3 separate regions of the Sus scrofa genome follow, and regions 1 and 3 are each linked to region 2. A link is a contact called in public Hi-C data. All regions are on one chromosome and are shown on one strand. Each heading gives the region's core, a stretch centred on a gene start, on an enhancer-like site or on the middle of the called end of the contact. The rest is flanking DNA. Distances are from core to core; before and after follow the strand shown. Region 1 holds the start of GAMT (guanidinoacetate N-methyltransferase). Region 2 holds the start of MKNK2 (MAP kinase-interacting serine/threonine-protein kinase 2). Region 3 holds the start of C2H19orf24.

Region 1 (3,466 bases), core at 575-3,074, 570 kb before region 2:
GAAGTGTCCACACACCCAAGTACCAGGCCATTGTGTGTGTGTCTGAACCTGCCCCCTAGGCTCTGCCTCCCCAGTGATGCATCAAGGCACTGGGGCTTCAGAAGCAAGCAGAGGAGGGGCTGGCGGTGGAAATCCAGGCAGAGCTCTGTGCCCCCACCCAGCTCCCAGAGCCCCCTCACCATCGAAGTGACTGTCTGGCAGGGTGGGCGCCACCTCCTCCCACAGGCCTTTCAAGGGAACCACCTTGGGGCAGGGGAGGAAAGAGAGAGAATGCTGAGGGTCAGAGGAGCCCAGGATTTCCCCACCTGTTGTGAGGGAGGGGGCAGAGAGACCCCCAAGAGAAAAGACCACCTCCCCTATGACTGTGGCTGCTCCAGGTCCCCAACCTTCTCTGGGGGCAGAGCAGGGCACAGGTGGGCACCTTGTGTGGCTGCTGCTGGGCCCAGTCCTGGAGCCGCTGGAAGACGCCGTCATTGCACTCGATGATCCAGTGCTCGTCGATGGCACCCTCCTGCACCTTAGTGGCTGCGATGGCCATGCCAAACCCCACCTCCAGGACCCGGCCCCCTGGGCAGACAAAGAACCCAGGCATTACACGCCTCCCGGAATTGGGGAGGCTGCCTGGAGGAGAGGGCATAAGGGCAGGGCTTTGGCAGAGAAACATTTGCCTCAAAGACTAGACGACACAGCATAGCAGAGGTGGGGGGTGGGATAGAACACAGCAGCCCTGAGAGGGAACAGTGTTCAGGGTGGCCTGCCAGGGAAGCCACAGACTGGGCTTTGGGGCAGGCCGGTGGGGAGTGGGGGGTGGGGTCAGACCCTGGACTTTGAGCCCCAGCCCATGCTGTTTGCACTGACGGCGCTTATCTTCGATGTGGGCACTTCCCACCCCTCCTCAACAATGAAGTTAACAGAGTTTGGGCAAGGGAGTACCAAGATTCAAGGCCTGGCTGTGGAACAGGAGGGGGCAGGGGTTGATCCTCATTGGGTAAAAGGCAGAGGCGGAGAGGAACGCCCTCCCCAAGCCGGGACTCCGGTTGTGCCCATTTGCCAGATGGAAACGCAGAGGCCCAGAGGTGGCACTCCTGGCCTCCGGGCTACCTGGGGAGTCCTCAGCACCCTGTGAGCTCAGACACCCAGTGCAGGACGACCCCTGACAGCTGACTCCCGGCCTCAGCTTTCCCCGAGCTATTCTTAGCCGGTGCCCGGCTTCCCGCGACTCCTGGGCCAGAGCATTCCCCACGTGAACCTGGGTAGCACCTCGCCAGGTCGCCACCCCCGTCTCCGACCTCGCGCGGGGGGTGGGCAGCTGACTTCCGCATCTGAGGATCCATCCCCCGACCCAGACCGTTTCCATACCGGGGTCGGGGCGTCACTGCCCCAGGACAGGACGTTCTCTGGACTCGGGGAGCCTAGAGAGACCCGGGACTCCCCTGTTGCCCCCCGCGAGGAGCCCCATTTTCCAGGCGAGAAAAGAGGCACATAGAGGCTCCTATGTGCGTCGCCCGAGAGCAGGTTGGCGTCGGGTCCGAGCGGCCCCGGCTCGCCCGCCCCGCGAGGGCTACCTTTGGAGGCAGCGACGGCCGCCAGCGCGTGCATGTAGGGGGTCTCCCAGCGCTCCATCACCGGCTTGCCCAGGATCTGCAGGTGCGTGTCCGACGCGTCGTAGGCCGCGGGCGCAGCTCGCCATGCGGGGCTGCAGTTCTCGCCCGGCGCGAAGATGGGGGTCGCGGAAGGGGCGCTCATGCTCCCTGCTGGACCGCTCGCCACTGGAGCTCCGAACGCGCAGGGCTGTGTCCCTGCAGGGCCTTCTGGGCTGGGGGCGGGGCGGGGCGGGGCGGGGCGGGCCGCGAGCCGACTGCGGGGCGCCCAGAGCGGCCCCTAGCGGCCGCGGCGTGGAAGGCGGCCCGCGGTGGATCCCCGACGCCCGCGACGCCCCCTCCTCGCCGAGCCTCTGGCGCCTGGTGAGGGAAATGGCACCACCCTCAAGGTCCGCACCCTGTCTCTCTGCTGCCTCGGTGTCTTCATCACTCACCACCGCGAAAACAGCCTCCTCCTCGCTGCCGGAGCCTATGGATCTGACGATCGTCCAAGTGCTTTAGGTATTTAAAATCATTTAACCCTCAGAGGTGCTGAGGCGGGTTCTTTTAAGCCTCTTCGTTTTACAGGCGGGGAAACTAGGCTCCAGAAGCAAAGCTGACAACCTCATGGCCATGACCGCAGAGTGTGGAAACCCAGGATAAACCTCGACGACCCCCACCCTGATCACTAGGCGGACCTGCCTCTCCCCTTTTACTCCCCCAGGTGGCCTGAGACCCCAGAGGACCCCAGGGCTGGAAATGAAACGACCATCCCAGCCCTCTCGAGCCTGCCTGCGCAGCTGGAGGGTCAGCCCCTGGGGGTCAGCTGTGTCCTTTGCCTGCCACCCCTGTGACTGGCCCCCAAGCCAAGTTGGGTTGGCTCCAGGCTCTGAAATGTGACTTCTTTCCCATCTGTCTGCACAGACACCCAGCTGTGAGCCCAGAACACCATCCCTGCCAAGTGCTTTGCACAGCCCCAGGAACACATGGGGAAACTGAGGCCCTAGAGGCTGAGGTCACAGAGTTTGCCCTGAGGCAACCCTGCCCCTCTATGCCCACCTCTGGATGGCTACTCCAGACTCCTCCCCTCCCCCCTGCAGAGCTTCTGTGTCTTCCTGCCACCAGGAAGACACACTCTTCCCTCTACCTGGACGGTTCTCCTCTCTTCTGGCCTGGTTGCCTTCTCTTTCCACTTAATGCTCCAACCCACTCCAGGTCTCCTCAGGCTGGACATGGCCTGTTTGAGGCTGGTTTATCTCCGAATACCTCTCCTTGGTATTTCACTAACTGAAGGTTTTTCTTCATGGCTGTATTATCTGTTGGATGAGCTTGGCACACGGAAAATTCTTGATAAATCCTGAACACACATTGGGTCTAATATGGTCTGGATGTGACCCACTTGACTCCAGGAGACCACAGGAGGAGGCAGGATGACAGAGGCCACCAGGCACTGGGGCTGGGCTCATGCTGCTTTTTGCCTCATGTGAGTTCATGTTGCCTGGCTTCCTTACCACCACCAGCCGTCCTGGGCACTGTGGTAGGGGTCTGTAAGCATGATGCCAGTATCCTTGGGCACCCAACTCAAGTGATGCCCTGGAATGTCTGGCCTGAGATAGGAGAAGGCAGGTTGTGTGTGTAGCTATAGCTGTGTAACAGATTGCCCCGCATGTAGCTGCTGAAAACAACCTCTCAGTTTCTGTGGGTCAGGAATCCAGGTGGAGTGTAGCTGGGTCTCTGCTTCACAACCTCTGGCAACACTGCAGTTGAGGTGCCAGCCAGGGCTGAGGGCTCATCTGAAGGGTCAGCTGGGGAGGAGGCCCCTTCCAGGCTCACTCATGGCTGTTGGCTGCATTCAGTTCCTCGCCACGTGGGCCTCTCCATAGTGA
Region 2 (3,370 bases), core at 77-2,576:
CACACATACACACAAATGGACATGCATGCACGCGTGAACACACACACCTAGGTCCTGCCTTCTCTACAGGGCAACAGGTCCCTGCCCAGGGAAGCCATTACGTAACACAGCTAGCAAGGTGGGGTGGCCGCTGCGCTGACATCACTGCGTCCCCTGGGCCGGGCCCTATGGGCCACTGCCTAGCACCTGCCTGTGCCCCCCTTCCCCCTGCCCCAGACTCGTTCATCTGAGACCAGGACTTGGCGGCCACAGCCAGGGGGCCCCAGCAGAAACTTCCCGCTCTGACAGGAAATAGCACTCTGGCCTAGGGTGTCTGGAAGGTGGAGGACTGGGAGAGCATTCAATCCACTGCCCCATTCTGCAGACCACCTAGGAGGGCGTGGGGGTGCCTGCAGCCCTGCCTGGGGTTTCTGGAGGAAGGACTCCACAGACCCCACAGGCCCCATGACGCTGGGGTCAGGACTGTGGCCTGCAGATGCCCCAGTGCACACTCAGCAGGGGTCTTCAGGAGACACAAATCCAGGGGCCCCCACAGGCGGGGGAGGGGGGGCAGCAGAGGAAAGACCTTACTGGCCCCAGGGCGCTAGGGACTGAACTGTGTGGCCTACTGAACGCCCTCCCCCCCAGTATACCCCTGGCTGGGGTTTGCGGGGAACACATAGGAAGGATCCCCATAGGCCAGACTCCTAGAAGAAAGACCCACAGGCCCCAGGATATCAGAGACGGGACTGCGGCCAATTGAACACCCCTACCAGTGCACAGCTGAAGCAGCCCCAGGAGCGGGGTGGGGTGCTGCCCCGAGCTCCCGAGGGATCCTGGGGTCGGGCTCCCGCGCCCTGCCACCGGCCACTCCAGTGGTACGGCCGAGGCGCCCCCAAACCGATCCGGCCCTCACCTTGAACGAACGGTGGAAGCCCTGAAGTTCGGCTGTTTTCTTCTGCACCATCTTCTGTCCGGGCCCCGCCAGCGGGGGAGGGGACGAGGGGCCCGGGGGCGGCCCGTGGGCGGGGGGGCGGCCGAGAAGGGGACCCTGTGGGCGGGAGCAGACAAAGGAGGGCGTTGAGTGGCCGCGGCCAGCGCGCCGGGAGCCCAGGCCAGGGCGGCGAGGCTCCGTGGGGCCCGATCCCCGCGCCTGGGTTGGAGCCAGGCTGGGGTCACCGGGCCGCACTCACCGGGGTCGGGCTCGGGCCGGGGCCGCAATGCCGCCGCCCGAGACGCGCCGCAGCCCGGACCCCGCTGCGCGGACCGCGCGGGGAACAGCGCCGCCACCGCCGCTGCCGCCACCGCGGACTCCTCCGTCAGGGCCGCCACCGCCGAGAGGAGCCGGGCGCGCCGCGTCGCCACCACCTTTATAGCCAAGTTCGGCCCCGCCCCGACGCAGACCCCGCCCCTCATGACCCGCCCTTGTGCGCACGACGGGGGCGGGGCTGAAAGGCCGCTCTAGCCGTGGGGCGTGTCTGCGCGCGTGCGCCTTGCAGTGCTCCGGGTTTCTGGCGCGGGACCGGGCAAGATCCTGACGCAGCCGGAGACTCGAGGAAGCCCGCGGGACCCTGGCACTGAGCCAAAGCCCGGCCCTGCCCTCTGGCAACAACATTAGTCTATTGGCCGGGGCTAAGATACACTGACTCCTTTTAGCCACTCTCCTGCTCCAGAACCTGCCATGGCTCCCTCTTGCATCTTTGCTTGAGAACCTGGTGTGTCTCCTTTTCAGCTTCTTGATCCTGGCCCCAGCTATCGTGCAGGAGCACCCCAACTGGCTTAGAGGCTTAGCCGCCTCCCCAGATTGCTCCCCCAAAGTTCACCCTATTATTGGCTTGAAAAGGGGACCACTGGAGTTCCCTTGTGGCACAGCAGATTAAAGATAGGGCGTTGTCCTGCTCTGGCTTTGGTCGCTGCTGTGGCGTGGGTTTGATCCCTGGACCATTCGCAGCCAAAATAAAAGAAGAAGTAAAGAATAGGGGACTGCAGTCAGGCATGGGGACTGAGCTCTATGAAGGACTGTCCTTCAGTCCTGCAAAGAAGTGTTTCCCCTGACTGATGGAGAAAAAGGCCAAGGGGTGGGGGCCACAGAACAAAAAGCAAAACACAACCCCGTTTCAGCTGAGGCCCTGACCCAGATCTGAGAGCTTCAGTTCATCCTGAGCCGGGCCAGCTCCCTGTCTCTGTCCCCACAGCCCTGTGGTGCATGGTCCTTAGACCTGGGCCTGGCCACGTGGGGGCACAGGTCTGGACTGTCCTCCCTCTCCTCCAGGCCCCAGTCTATCCTTCCAGGGGCTTCTCACCCTGCCCCAGCTATCCCCCAACCAGGCCTGAACTGGGTGATCACCTTCCCTTTGAGGCTGCCTCAAGTTACATGCTGCCCCCCAAGGCTACAGCTCAAGGCACAGGAGCTGTGAGGGCTGACCTCAGTCCTCTGGAATGTTTGGTGGGACCTGCAGGGAACTCCCCAGCCAGCCCCCAGCCCTCACCTGACCCATGCACGCATGGGTGTTGTGTGTGTGTGTGTGTGTGTGTGTGTGTGTGTGTGTGTGTGTGACCTTGGCTCCAGGTGTTTGGGGTGGGGCTGCTAGACCGGCCTGCCCAGGAGGCCTCAGTCTCCCCCCACACCATCCCACCCCTCTCCTCACCTGGCTGTCCCTTCCCACTCATGCCCGGGAGCCAGGATCCTCTCTGTGTGTACAGTCACCTGTGCTTTGGGATGGCTGGTGGGTACAGCTGGGTCCCTACCCCTCCCCAGAAGACCAGCTCTGTCAGAGCCCCGATCCTCTCACTGCTGGTCCAGCACCCAGCACAGGGCCCAGCACCCACACAGGAAGTGCTCACTCAGTGCTGCTGAAGAGAAAGGCCATAGTTAGCCAGGCGTGCCTGCGTGTCTGCATGCACGCATACAGGGGTTGTGTCAGTGTGTGAGCTTCCAGAGGCTGCTTCCAGAGCCCAAAGACTGAAATCAAGGCATTGTCGGCAAGGCCACACCCTCCGCAAAGGCTCTAGGGGAATATCCTTCCTGCCTCTTCCAGCTTTAGTGGGTGCCAGCCACGCCTGGGCTCCTTGGCTTAGAGCTGCATCACCCTGTCTCTGCCTCATTTTCATGTGGTGCCATCTCTGTGACTCTCCTCTCTTGGAAAGACATCAGTCATTGCCTTAAGGTCACCCTATTCCACTATCACTTCATCTTAATTGGATCACACCTGCAAAGACCCCGTTTCCTAAGGTCACGTTCACAGGTTCCAGGAGTTGGAACACAGACCTATCTTTCTAAGGGACACAATTCAACCCAGACTGTAAGGGGCAGGAACCTTTTCCGGGCATGTGGCTGTGATGCTTCTGTCTCCTGTGGCAGGTAGTTAGCTGTATCTGTCCCTGTGTGTGG
Region 3 (3,553 bases), core at 920-3,419, 680 kb before region 2:
CGGGTGGCGGCAGAGGTGCCCGGCTGCCTGGCCCCACCGCCCCTCTGTACTGTATCATCCACGGTAGACTTGCAGACGTCCCAAGAGTTTCTTGAAAATGTTTATTTATATTGTCTTTTTTTTTACTGGAAGACGTGTGCATATGTCATCGATGTTGTATTTGAAGTGGCTAAGGAATTCTTGTATGCAGTTTTCTTTGGCTTCACGAAGCCGATTAAAAGCCCGTCTGAATGAACCTGCTCTGACCATCTCCCTTTGATCACACCACACTTTCCCTGCTGCGGACTCGCAGCAGGCAGACCTGAGCAGAGAGGGCAGCTTGAGGATTAGGTCCACCAGTCCTTCCTGAGGCTGCCGAGAGCTAGAGGAGAAAGGCAGAGGCAATGACGCTGGCCAGGCCCCTGTGACAGCGGACTGCCACTGGTCCCAGTTAGGTGAGCAGGTGGGTGATGGGAGTGGGCTCTTGGACCACAGGGCAGCACCGGGAGGCCTCTGGCAGTGGCAGCCAGAGGGCTCGACAGGGCGGGCAGCCAAGCAGGGACGGTGGACACACGGGCACCTGACATTGACCCCGAGCACTTTAGTTTAGAAGCAGGCCAGAGAGCAGACGTAAGCAGTGTCCTTGGGTGACTCCAGATCGACCAGTTTGTTAGCTAGCTCTGCTGTTGCTTTACAAGTTCTGAGCGTTCTCTGCTAGCCTATGGAAGCTGCAGCCCCTCGGAGGACAGAAGTGTTGTGCGCCCAACAGAAACCTCTGAGACGCAAGCTGCTCCCTGGGCTAGCTCATATGTGGAGATAGTCCTGTAATTCGAGGTAACTCCTTTTGCTCGTCCACATCCCTCTTCTTGTCCAGAGCTCTTTTGAAAGTAAAGTCATGTAACCGGGGAATGTTCCTTTGACTGGTTTTTGCTCTTCCATTTTTTTTTTTCTTTTTTTCTTTTTTTTTTTTTTTTTAAATCAAGCTAGACCTAAAGGCAGAGCCCAGCCGTTTGCCCTTTCCTGCCTGCGACCAGGCATTCGGCCAGGCAGCTGTGCCTCACCAGTAGGTTCGATCCGTAAGCAGGATTGGAGACCACCGAACGGCCCTGCCTTTTGGATTTTTTTTGTTCATCAGTTGTCTTCTCAAGACCTCTTTAAGTCACTCTGCTAACTAGCTCTCTGATGTCTATTGCTGCCATGAGTTTTTTCTCAGAGCCCACGCCAATTTCTAAGCAGCTCCTTCCCAAGTGGGTAATCGGGCTTGAGAGTGGAAGGTGGCCTGGCCCATCTGAAAGGCACAGGCCTGCCCTGGGCATGCCGGCCTGTGGCAGGGCTTCTAGGGTTGGCCCCGATGACTAGCTTGAGACCCTTCCAGGAGCTGTGGATGGTTTCAGGGGAGGTGGGGAGGGCAGCTGTGAGCTCAGCGTGGGCATCAAGGTTAACACTCCTTTGCTTTGACAGGTTGAGTGGAAGCCAGTGCAACTCAGAAGGGTGGCCTGAGAGCTGTAGGGACCTGGGGTAACGTCCCAGGAAGGAATCACCTTGAAGCCTGAGGCAGAGGCACAGCTGCCTGCCCTCACAGACCTTCACCTGTAAGTGCTTTTCAGGGTGGGAGATGTGTGGCCCTTTGGCCCTGGCAGTGCCTGGCCCTTGCAGTGGATTCTCCTCTACTGGTTTTGTGACCCCCCCCCCCCCCGCCCCCAAGGGCCACGTCTGTGCCTCCTGCTGGAGCAGTACTCTTGCTCTCCCCCTCACCCCTCCTCATCTTTCCAGCAGGTGCTTCACTGGCAAGGTCAGGGTGCGGGGCTTCCAGGAGGACAGGCACGTGGCCCTTGTGTGACAGCCAGTCCTCATAGGCGACTGACAAGACAAATGTGGAAATCACACTTGAATAAAGGGATGGCATGTGCACCAAAAATCTGACTCTGGTGTGGGGTGTGGTGCGGCCGTGTAGGGCTGGTGGCAAGGGGTATGGTGAGGCATCCACTACAAAAAGCCTCTTCTGCCCTTTGTTCAGGGACATAAGGGTTACTTCATTATCCCCTTGGGATGTTCTCTTGGGGTCTGAGGAGCATGGTCAGTCCACTCCCAAAGAGGAGGTGGTCCCTTGGCACCTGCTCTTGGGTGGGTACACATCTCTGGCAGGGCCCAGGCTGAGGTCTTTTTCTTTTCTTTTTTTGTCTTTTTAGGTCTGCACCCGTAGCGTACGGAGGTTTCCAGTGTAGAGGTCAAACTGGAGCCGTAGCTGCTGGCCTAAGCTACAGTCACAGCAACACTAGGTCCGAGACTCGTCTGTGACCCACATAGCTCATGGCAATGCCCAGATCCTTAACCCACTGAGCAAAGTCAGGGGTCGAACGTGCGTCCTCATGGATGCTAGTCAGATTCATTTCCACTGAGCCACAGTGGCAACTCCCAGGCTGAGGTCTTGGCAGAGTGAGGGGGCACCTTCATCTTTGCCGTCCTTGCTTCCAAGGCTGGTTGCCTCTTTCTCTGGTCTTGGGTGTAGAGCATTAGGGTCAAGCCCTGGTTCTAGCTGCTTTGGGCTCTGAGGCAATCACCTTCACCCACCCCAACCCCTGCAGCGTCCGGCTTTTTGTGGACCGAGTCTTACACATCCCCACCCCCGTTCTTCCACTTGGTGTGTCTGGTTCTTCCTGGCCTCTTCCCAAAAGAGGATGCCCAGTTTCACAGCCGGGACTGGTCTCCTCTTTGGGAGGGTCAGGGCCAGGGGTCCACCCTGCTGTTGTCACTGAAACGTAGGGCAAGTGGAGGCTGTGGAGGCTGGGGCCAAGGACGCATGAATTCCCAGGGCCAGGGTGGGAGGAAGGCCCGTAGGGCAGGTTGTGCCTGCCCCGCCCCCTCGCAGTCTGACGCTGCAGGACCTGCGCCTGTGGCCTGGCGATGGGGCGGCGGTGGGAACAGAACTGAGGCTCTGTACCTACCAGGGTTTGGCTTTGAGCGATGCGGAACTACCCAGGGCTTGGGTGAGGCAAGGTGAGCAGCCGGGGGCGGGGCCGGGGCGGAAGTTCCGGGTAGTGGGCACCGCCCCCGCGGGCCATTGGCTGGTACCCGCCCCCGCGCTAGTGACTGACACTCGCGGGGGCGCAGCGCAGCCACTGCTTCCGCCGGGCCATGGGGCCGCGCGTGCTGCTGCCGCGGCTTCTACTGCTGCTGCCGCCGGCGCTATTGCTGCCGGCGCTGCTGTGCGGAGCCGAGGAGGCCGCACCCCCATCGCTGCGCTCTACGCGCTCTACGCAGGCCGCACTGTCGCCGCCGCCCGCCGTGACGAACGGGAGTCAGCCGGGCGCGCCGCACAACAGCACACACCCGGGGCCGCTGGGCTCGTCAGGCTCGCCGCTGGTGCGCTCCATCTACGTGGTCACGGGCCTCATCTGCCTGGCCTTGCTCTACTTCCTCATCCGGGCATTCAGGTGCGTCATGCGCACGCTACTGCCGCCGCCTTGGCATGGCTAATCAGCTTGCGCTTTGCGCCTCACGTGATGGGGCGCGAGAGCCCCGCCTCTCTGGTGCTGTTTGTCCGTGTCACTTGCCCGGGTGGGTGGGCCAGACA

The links. Hi-C and Micro-C count contacts between places; a contact is called where the count stands out from the background.
Region 1: a contact with region 2 is called in a Hi-C map of heart right ventricle, with 3 times the contacts expected there. The contact joins the promoter of GAMT here to the promoter of MKNK2 in region 2. A contact is called at or near these places in 2 of 47 Hi-C or Micro-C datasets (heart right ventricle and liver).
Region 3: a contact with region 2 is called in a Hi-C map of liver, with 4 times the contacts expected there. The contact joins the promoter of C2H19orf24 here to the promoter of MKNK2 in region 2. A contact is called at or near these places in 1 of 47 Hi-C or Micro-C datasets (liver) and 1 of 2 datasets of contacts at active chromatin or transcription factors (alveolar macrophages).

What each region holds. Positions count from the first base shown.
Region 1 is chr2:77,074,924-77,078,389 of Sscrofa11.1, reverse strand. GAMT (guanidinoacetate N-methyltransferase) reads right to left here and starts at 1,824. Exons shown (of 7, transcript XM_005661394.3): 1 at 1,566-1,824; 2 at 422-621; 3 at 180-243. The coding sequence starts at 1,746.
Region 2 is chr2:76,508,258-76,511,627 of Sscrofa11.1, reverse strand. It overlaps MKNK2 (MAP kinase-interacting serine/threonine-protein kinase 2), which reads right to left and starts at 1,326. Exons shown (of 15, transcript XM_021084205.1): 1 at 1,173-1,326; 2 at 896-1,030.
Region 3 is chr2:77,187,864-77,191,416 of Sscrofa11.1, reverse strand. C2H19orf24 reads left to right here and starts at 2,169. Exons shown (of 3, transcript XM_003122989.4): 1 at 2,169-3,413. The coding sequence starts at 3,115. It overlaps CIRBP (cold inducible RNA binding protein), which reads left to right. Exons shown (of 5, transcript NM_001246197.1): 5 at 1-175.